2 separate regions of the Sus scrofa genome follow, and region 1 is linked to region 2. Evidence: chromatin contacts called from public Hi-C data. All regions are on one chromosome and are shown on one strand. Each heading gives the region's core, a stretch centred on a gene start, on an enhancer-like site or on the middle of the called end of the contact. The rest is flanking DNA. Distances are from core to core; before and after follow the strand shown. Region 1 holds the start of IVD (isovaleryl-CoA dehydrogenase). Region 2 holds the start of CHST14 (carbohydrate sulfotransferase 14).

Region 1 (4,463 bases), core at 572-3,071, 63 kb after region 2:
GCCTAAACCACAGCCACAGCAATGCCAGATCTGACCTGCATCTGCAACCTACACTGCAGCTTGAGGCAACATGAGATTCTTAATCTACTGAGTGAGGCCAGGGATCAAACCCACATCCTCATGGATACTAACTACTTGGGTTCTTAACCCACAAGGGGAACTCCCTGAAGATTCTTTTTTTAAATGTCACTCCCCTACATAAATCATTGCATGGCTTTCCACTGTACTTAAAGGAAAAACTCATTATATATATGTATGCATAACTGAGTCACTTTGTGTATACCTGAAACTAACAACATTGTAAATTAACTACACTTCAATTTTAAAAATGGTAAAAACGAAAAACCAGAAACCAAAACAACCCCAACTCTTTACTCAGGACTAGAAGGCCCTGTGAGGTGACTCCCTGCAGGCCTTTCCAGCCTCCCCAAGTACCTTTCTCATCCCCAACTCACTGCTCTCCAGTCACACTCCCTTCAGTTCTCTGCACTTTCAGGCACTTTTAGACACACCAAAGCCTTTGGCTAAAAGGGATTATTACTCAAGAGAAATTAGAAACTCTTCTGGGCTGGGAGTTCCCATCATGGCACAGCAGAAACAATCCAACTAGGATCCTAGGATCCATGAGGATGCAGATTCAATTCCTGGCCTCGATCAGTGGATCGGGAATCTGGGCGTTGCTCTGAGCTGTGGTGTTGGTCACAGACGCAGGTCAGATCCTACTTTGCTGTGGCTGTGGTGTAGGCCAGTGGCTACAGCTCCAATTCTCCAATTTGACCCCTAGCCTGGGAACTTCCATATGCCTCGGGTGCAGCCCTAAAATGCAAAAAAAAAAAAAAAAAAAAAGGAAAGAACGAAAAATAAATTCTTCTGGGCTGGAAAGCTTGAGAACTAGGATTGAACACTTTCTGCCAGAAGTGATTCAAAACTCTATCTGCTGACTGTAAATGCAACTAGGCTTTGGCCTCTGGCCAAGTTCAGACAGTTGCTTAGAGCCATGGAAGAATCACTCTTCCAGGAATCCAAACCAGTGTCCAAGTGAACCCAGTCTCCTTCCCCCAAGAATGGCTCTGGTTCAGCTCCATTTTTATTTATTTATTTATTTATTTATTTATTGGTCTTTTTAGAGCCGCACCAGTAGCTGCCGGCCTGCACCATGGCCACAGCAAAGCGGGATCTGAGCCGCCTCTGCGACCTACACCACAGTTCAGCTCCATTTGTAACGACATCATTCAAGTTTTTGTTCCACTTTGTACTCTGACAGGAGGAGTAGACTACAATGTGTATTTCACCCCCACCCCAAGGTGGGTATTCACATAAAGATTCTATGGTGATGATTAATCAGGCTCGAGGACTGCAGCCTTAGACAGTGTTGAGGTGTAAGAGTACTTCGGACAGATTACAGGCCCTTTTGCCACACACGGATAACCTTGCCAACCCTCCACCAAAAAACCCCTCAGACTCCCTGGAGCGTTCCTGTCCGCAATTTCTCCACTAACTCCGACAGCTCAGCCTTGCTACCGCCACAGAGGGAAGGCTAAGGCCCGCTACCCCCCCAGCGCTGGCGCTCCCTTATCAAAAGCGGCAGCTGAGTGAATTCCGCGCAGAAAAGCGCCCAGGCGACCACGAAGCAGGGAGAAGGGGCCGGGAAGGCGGTCGGGCTCCCTACCTGCTTCTGCTCCTCACTGAGACCATTGATCACATCATCCACCGGCAACAGCGAGCTGGCCTGCTGGGTAATCAGGCCACTGAACGCCTGTAGCTGCGGCCGCGGCCTCCAGCTCGCAAAGCGCCTACCGAGTAGCCAAGCTGAAGCCGCCATCTCTGCCTTGTAAGGGGAGCTGGAAGTAAAGCAGCCTTGAGCCAGGCACGCCCACACGCTCCACCAGTCCGCGGTTTTGCAGACGCCAACTAATTGGCGAGGGGGTGGGTCCCCATAAGCCAATCACCCTCCGTTGCCCGCTGAAGGCCCCTCGATCATTGTAAGCGGCACCAGCCAATCGGCGGTGACCGCCAGCATAAACACGCCCTGAAAGGAAAGGGTGCTAGCTGGGAGATGTGGGAAGTGAGGGCCGTCATCATTGGTTTGTCTTTTTTAAGTAGATGAGCCGGAAAAGTGTCTTCTTTTTTTTGAGGGGCGGCTATAGTGTTCCCCCCTGCGTGGAAAATAGCAGTCCTAACTGCAGAAGGCTGTGAGAAAGCAAATGCTAGAACAGCAAATGGAAAAATCCGCCAATGCCCCAGAGTGGTCTATACATTGTTAAAGCAAATCTGGGAGAAGAGCGCTTGCTCTAGGGTGCATTCTGGTTATGACTCAGTAAAATTTGCTTTATTATGTAACAAGGTTTGTTGATTTTGACTTGAATTTTATGGGAAAGTGGTTGTTAAGGAATTGCTATGTTCCAAATTATTTACTGTACATAAGAAGGGCAGTCAGGACACACTTTTAAGAAGAGAAGGAAACTGAGCTCAGGTTGGGCTCCTCCCCGCTGGAGACAGGTGTTGGTTGGAAAGGAAAAGTTGCTTTATTTAGATGACCAGAAACCTGGTAAGAAGGTGGACTTGTGTTGAAGAACCAATTCTGAAGATTCTGAGGGACCACGAAAGGTTTTAAAGGGATAAAGTAGGGGAGATAATCACAATCAGTCTTTTGTGAGGGGGTCAGACTCTTCCTTACCACTAACTGTGTGCAGACTTTCTTGTGACTAGTTGGTGGTGAGGTAACAGGGTGATGATGTTCCAGGAATCTGGTATTCAGATTGAGGTTACCATCCTCCACTTGGGTAGAGGCCTTAGTTCCTGCAAAAGAACTCAAAGATAGGAGTTCCTGTTGTGGCTCAGCAGGTGATGAACCCGGCTGGTATCCATGAGGCTCCATCCCTGGCCTCCCTCGGTGGGTTAGGGATCCGGCATTGCCATGAGCTGCAGAGTAGGTCATAGATGTGGCTCAGATCTGGCGTTGCTGTGGCTGTGGTGCAGCTACAGCTCCAATTCAACCCCTAGCCAGAGAACTTCCAAACAAACAACCCCTCAAAGATAGCTACATATATATATTCCTTGAGGAGGAACTGGGACTCTGCTTTATCACTGTACTATTGTTTCATTTTTTTAATGATTTTTTTCTCATTATAGTCGGTTTACAGTTTTCTGTCTTTTTTTTTTTTTTTTTTTTTTTGCTTTTTAGGCATATGGAGGTTCCCAGGCTGGGGGTCCAATTGCTGCTGGCCTATGCCACAGCAACGTGCAGGATCGGAGCCACGTCTGTGACCTACACCATGGCTAATGGTGATACCAGATCCTTAACCCACTGAACAAGGTCAGAGATCAAACCGAAACCTCATGATTCAATCGGATTCGTCTCTGCTGTACCACAATGGGAACTCCCTGTCAATTTTCTACCGTACAGCAAAGTGACCCAGTCACACACACATATATATGTTCTTTTTCTCACATTATCCTCCATCATGCTCTGTCAAAATTAACTACATATAGTTCCCAGTGCTATACAGGAGGATCTCATTGCTTATCCATTCCAAATGCATAGTTTTCTTTTTCCTTTTTTTTTCCCCTTTTCCCCATTTCTTGGGCCGCTCCCGTGCATATGGAGGGTCCCAGGCTAGGGGTCGAATCGGAGCTGTAGCCGCCGGCCTACACCAGAGCCACAGCAACGTGGGATCCAAGCCTCGTCTGCGACCTGCACCACACCTCAGGGCAACAGCGGATCCGTTAACCACTGAGCAAGGACAGGGATCGAACCTGAAACCTCATGGTTCCTAGTCAGATTCGTCAACCATTGAGCCACGATGGGAACTCCAAATAGTGTGCATCTATTAACCCCAGATTCCCAGTCCATCCCACTCCCTCCCTCTCCCCCTTGGCTACTACAAGTCTGTTCCCCAAATCCATGAGTTTCTTCTCTGTGGAAAGGTTCATTTGTGCCATCTATTAGATTCCAGATATAAATCGATACATGGGGAGTTCCTGTCCTGGCACAGCAGAAATGAATCCAACTGGGAACCATGAGGTTTCGGGTTTGATCTCTGACCTTGATCTGGTGTTGCCGTGAGCTGTGGTGTAGGTTGCAGATGTGGCTTGGATCCTGCGCTGCTGTGGCTGTGGCATAGGTGGGCAGCGGTAGCTCTGATTTGACTCTCTAGCCTGGGAGCCTCCATATGCCAAAGGTGCGGCGCTAAAAAGACAAAAAGACGAAAAAAAAAAAAAGGAATGTAGGAGAGAGCAGCCTTCAGGCCCCACAGACTCAAAAGCAGATAAGAGGATATTTTGAGCAATTCAAACCATTCCATTCTACAGGGATGAAATAGACAAATCAATTTACATGAAGTTCAAGAAAAGACAGTCCTAATAGGTGGTGATTTCCTGTCAGAACAGTCCTCATTTGGAGTTCCTGTTGTAGCTCATCGGGTTAAGAATCAGACCAGTATCCATGAGAATGTGGGTGTGAT
Region 2 (4,278 bases), core at 1,235-3,734:
TGCCTTCCTTATAATTCTCAGTGTCAGGAAACAACCTCCCCTTGCTCACACAACGATCCCCCTTTTCATCTCCTTTGTAAGAGGAGGAATATCTCTTACCTACCTCTCCTCCCTTCTTCAGGGAATGATCATGTAGATGTGCTCTAGACCTGGGTATATTCCTAACAGGCTTGCCCTTTGGTGGCATCTCAGAAGCTGAGACTGCAATCCAGTCTGGCTTATGGGAAGCCCCCAAAGTCTCCATGCTATGACAGTGGCCCACTGCACTGGCCCTAGCAAGTTCCAATTTTGTCTTACTTTCTCCACCTGTGAGCTCCCTCTCCTGAGCAGGGGAGAGAGACCTCAGGAAGATACACAGGAGCTCAGAGGGAGAATCAGAGATGCTGACTTTATATACAAAATGGCTTTATTAAAAATTCAGCTATTGGGAAAACAAAGCCTTCTCAAAGGTTCTATCAAAAAATACAAATTTTAAATAAATGCACTAAAAAAGTGGCAGCAAGATACACTAGCCACACAGGGATCTTTGGATGCTGCAGGGCCAGATCCTGGTGCTACCAGGCAAGGGCCCTTTCAGTTTTCCTTTCCTTGGAAAAATGAAAAGAATCTGGCAAGTGTAGGAAATTCTAAGTCTGAAGTAGAAAGATACAAAAGTCATTCATAAGGCACGACTTCGGACTCCAGCCCTGAGGCACATGGAAGTGATGAATGGGCCACAGGGATCCCAGCTCTGGTAGACCTCCTGAGTTTGGCCACAGGTTTAAAATAAGGTGGACTAAGTGGACTGCACAATCCAGGCAAGCAGGGCCCTGCCGCCAATCTTTAGGACAGATGTGTTGCTTCACTGGCAAACTGGAATCTGGCTCTGCCAGGGCAAGAAGGATCACACTGGCCCCCCAAGAAACCTCCCCTTTGGAGAGCACCAGATCACCTGTCCAACCCTGTCCTCTGAGCCACTGTGGGCACCCACCCTGGACAAGGAACATCCAAAGGCAGTCTTTTCCATCTGGAGAAGCCCCAGGCCCCAGAGCCAGGGTTTCTTTGTATGGCAGATGGTAACACAGAAACTGGCATTGTCAAAACCAGTCCCCAGCAGCTCCTGGCCCACACCCATGGTTACTGATGACAGGCCTCCCTGGTGACATTAGGCAGTGGGTAGGCAAACAGGGAGAAGTCCAGGATATACTTAGGTAACACATCCTGCAGCACGGCCCTGGGGGCACTGCACAGGTGGTAGTGCAGGCTTTCTGGGCTAGCCGGCCGGTACCAGGCCTGGCGAGCTGGAAATCGGACATGGGGCGGTGCCCGCACCCACTCCAGCACCTGGTTGGCGTCTGCCTCCAGCCTCTCATAGGAACCCACAAAGTCGTAGCGCACGGCACAAGGCTGACAGAGGTGATACACGGGCATCCAGTGCTCATTCATGCGCTCGGGGTCCTCGTCCACCAGGTATCTCAGGAACTCAGGGAAGGTGACATCGTCCCCTGCGGGGCTGGGTCCCGCTCCAGCCCGGTACCGCCTCACGATCTCGGCCCCATAGCGCTGCTGGTACTCTCGAATCTCGCCAAACTTGTTGCGGTAAGCAGAGAGAAGGCGTTCCAAGGGGTCTCGCACAAACAGGAACTTGAAGTAGTGCTGCAGGCGGTAGCGAATCTCGTCAGGCCGTAGGTCGGCCAGGAACACCAAGTCGCTGCGGTGGTCCATCTTGAGGCGGACGTCCACGTTGTCCAGGACACCCGCCAGCACCTTCAGCACCCGCTTCCAGTTCGAGCAAGCCACCTTGGGCACGTAGCAGTAGAGGAAGCGGTAACGGTCACTCACGAGGATGTGGCGCAGCAGGGTGCGCCGCTGTCCCACCGGCAAGTCCCAGGGGTCCCGGGGCATGCCTGGTTGTCCGCACACTGCCCTCAAGGTCCGGTTCCGGACGTCTTGCCTCACCTGCAAGTCCGAGTCCCCGGCATCGAGGAGCAGCCCCCCAGACCTGGGGACCGTCTCGCGCCACACCGCGCCCTCGCGGTTGGGAGGGTGCAGAGGAAGGGGCTTCATCTCGGCCAGGATGCCCCGCTCGATCATGAGCAGCAGCCCGCTGGAGGCCACGATCACGGCGAACATCAGCATGGACGGCAGCAGCAGGGGCGGCGCCCCCAGCCCGGCCCGGGCCCTGCCCGAGGGGACCCGCCTCAGCGCCCTGCCCAGGGGCTCGGCGCCATTTGGGGCCGCCAGCGGGGTCAGCGGGCGGGGGAACATCGTGCTCCCGGGACGGGGGCCTGCGCGGGCCCGGCCGACCTGAGGGCTGTACGGGAGGCGAGCTCGGTCTAGGGGCGGGCCCGAGGGCTGGGGACCGTGCAGCCAGGAGAGGGGAGGGAATGGGAGCGCTGGTGGGAGGCCCCGGCGCGAGGGGGTGGCCGACTCCCGGGCTGCGGCGCCGGAGCGGGCGGCGGGCGGCGGGCGCGGCGAGGGACCTGGGCCGGATGTCCCGCCCGGCGCTCTCCGCCCCCGGCCCCGCCTTGACACAGGCGCGGGGGCGGGCCCAGGCCGGGGGCGGGGAGAGGGGCGGGAGCCCCTGCTGCGAGCAGACTGGGAGGGCGCGTGCAGACCCCCACCCTGGAGAGGGAGCCTGAGCCAGCGCCGCCCTGGTCCACCAGGTTTGGGGACAAAAGCTGCGGAGGCCCCGAAGGCAAAAAAGACCCAGGCCGAGGCTCCCTCTTCCGCACAGCTCCTGCCCTCAAGAGCTGGACGGAGGGGACCTCCCCGCAACTCCCTGCCGCACACTCCGGCCGGGCCGAGCCCTTACTTTTACAGCGGGGCTGGAGCAGGGGGTCTTCGCAGTCCCGAATTTCTGGAGGTCTTTTCTTGCTGGAAGCAGAGCCCCCAATGTCGACCATCTACCCGCCCTGTTCTGGCCACTCCAATAAAGAGGAACTAGACTGTCAGGCACTGACAATGGCTCATCTCCATGGTGACCCTTAGATTTTTTTTTTTTTTTTTTTTACAGTACCTGGCAGTTTCAGTATTTATCCACCGGGTAATGCTGAATGCTAATAAAGGGACTCTTCTCTGTCTTCCTTCCCCCAGGCCTGAAGAGGTGGGACACACTCTAGTAAGGGGCCAAAGTCAAATTGGTGCCTGATGACCACTGATGTGATAGGCACACATTTTGAAGGATGAGGAGCTGGGGGCACAGAGCAGCAGCCTCCTTGCCTGGGGCCAAGTATGTGCTCCATGGAACCAGGCTGGCCAGGTGGAATGCCTTGGACATCAGTAGCCAGCCTTTACTGATCTCAACTGGGTACCTCGCTAAGCAACCAGACTTTATTCTGTTATGTGTGGGGAGCCAGTGAGGCTCTGAAACAGGGCCCACATTTATTGAGGCTGGTGTCCATTCAGTGTTTTGTACTCATTATCTCCTTTAGTTGTCACAGCTGCCCTGGGTATTCCCCTCCATGCAGCTAAAGAAACAGAGGTTCTGGGAAGCTGAGACTCTATATGGGTTGGTTTAATTCTAAAACCTAAATTCCTAAACATGGTTCTTCAGATTAATGGAGCACAGACATGGAGAGAGAAAGCAGCTGACCCCTGAACACACTGTACTGAGGAGTGATGGAACAGGAACAGGGGAAGATGCCAAAGGACTTGTTTAGTGAAAGAAAGGAGGTCCCACTGATGGGAGGAATTCAGAGGATGAGGGGTCCTGAGGGCTGAGACAAAGCTGGAGGACTCACAAATGGCCCCCAATCCTGGTAATGTCTGTACAGTGGATGAGCAAGGAGAAAGAATGGGAAGCCTGGTAGCCTCCCAGCTTCTGGGTAGGTTCCCTCCTCCCACTGTCTGAGTGGTTGGGTGCTTCTTAGGATGCACCATGCACCAATTTAGAAGTTTGCATCAGGAGTTCCCATCGTGGCACAGTGGTTAACGAATCCGACTAGGAACCATGAGGTTGCGGGTTCGATCCCTGGCCTTGCTCAGTGGGTTAAAGATCCGGCGTTGCCGTGAGCTGTGGTGTAGGTCACAGACACGGCTCGGATCCCGCGTTGCTGTGGCTCTGGCGTAGGCCGGCGGCTACAGCTCCGATTCGACCCCTAGCCTGGGAACTCCATATGCCGTGAGAGCGGCCCAATAAATGGCAAAAAAAAAAAAAGAAGTTTGCATCAGGGTTCAGTCTGGCTCTCCGATAGCACTAAAGATAGATTTCTGATGGTGAGCTTGTTTCTACTGAAATTTTTTTTTTTTTTTTTTTAATGGTTAACTACAAAAGAAAAAAAATTTTGAGAAGTTGTT

The links. Hi-C and Micro-C count contacts between places; a contact is called where the count stands out from the background.
Region 1: a contact with region 2 is called in a Hi-C map of liver, with 2.7 times the contacts expected there. The contact joins the promoter of IVD here to the promoter of CHST14 in region 2. A contact is called at or near these places in 1 of 47 Hi-C or Micro-C datasets (liver) and 1 of 2 datasets of contacts at active chromatin or transcription factors (alveolar macrophages).

Annotation. Positions count from the first base shown.
Region 1 is chr1:130,908,761-130,913,223 of Sscrofa11.1, forward strand. IVD (isovaleryl-CoA dehydrogenase) reads right to left here and starts at 1,822. Exons shown (of 12, transcript NM_001167635.1): 1 at 1,670-1,822. The coding sequence starts at 1,822.
Region 2 is chr1:130,844,719-130,848,996 of Sscrofa11.1, forward strand. CHST14 (carbohydrate sulfotransferase 14) reads right to left here and starts at 2,485. Exons shown (of 1, transcript XM_003121594.4): 1 at 385-2,485. The coding sequence starts at 2,247. The coding sequence ends at 1,117.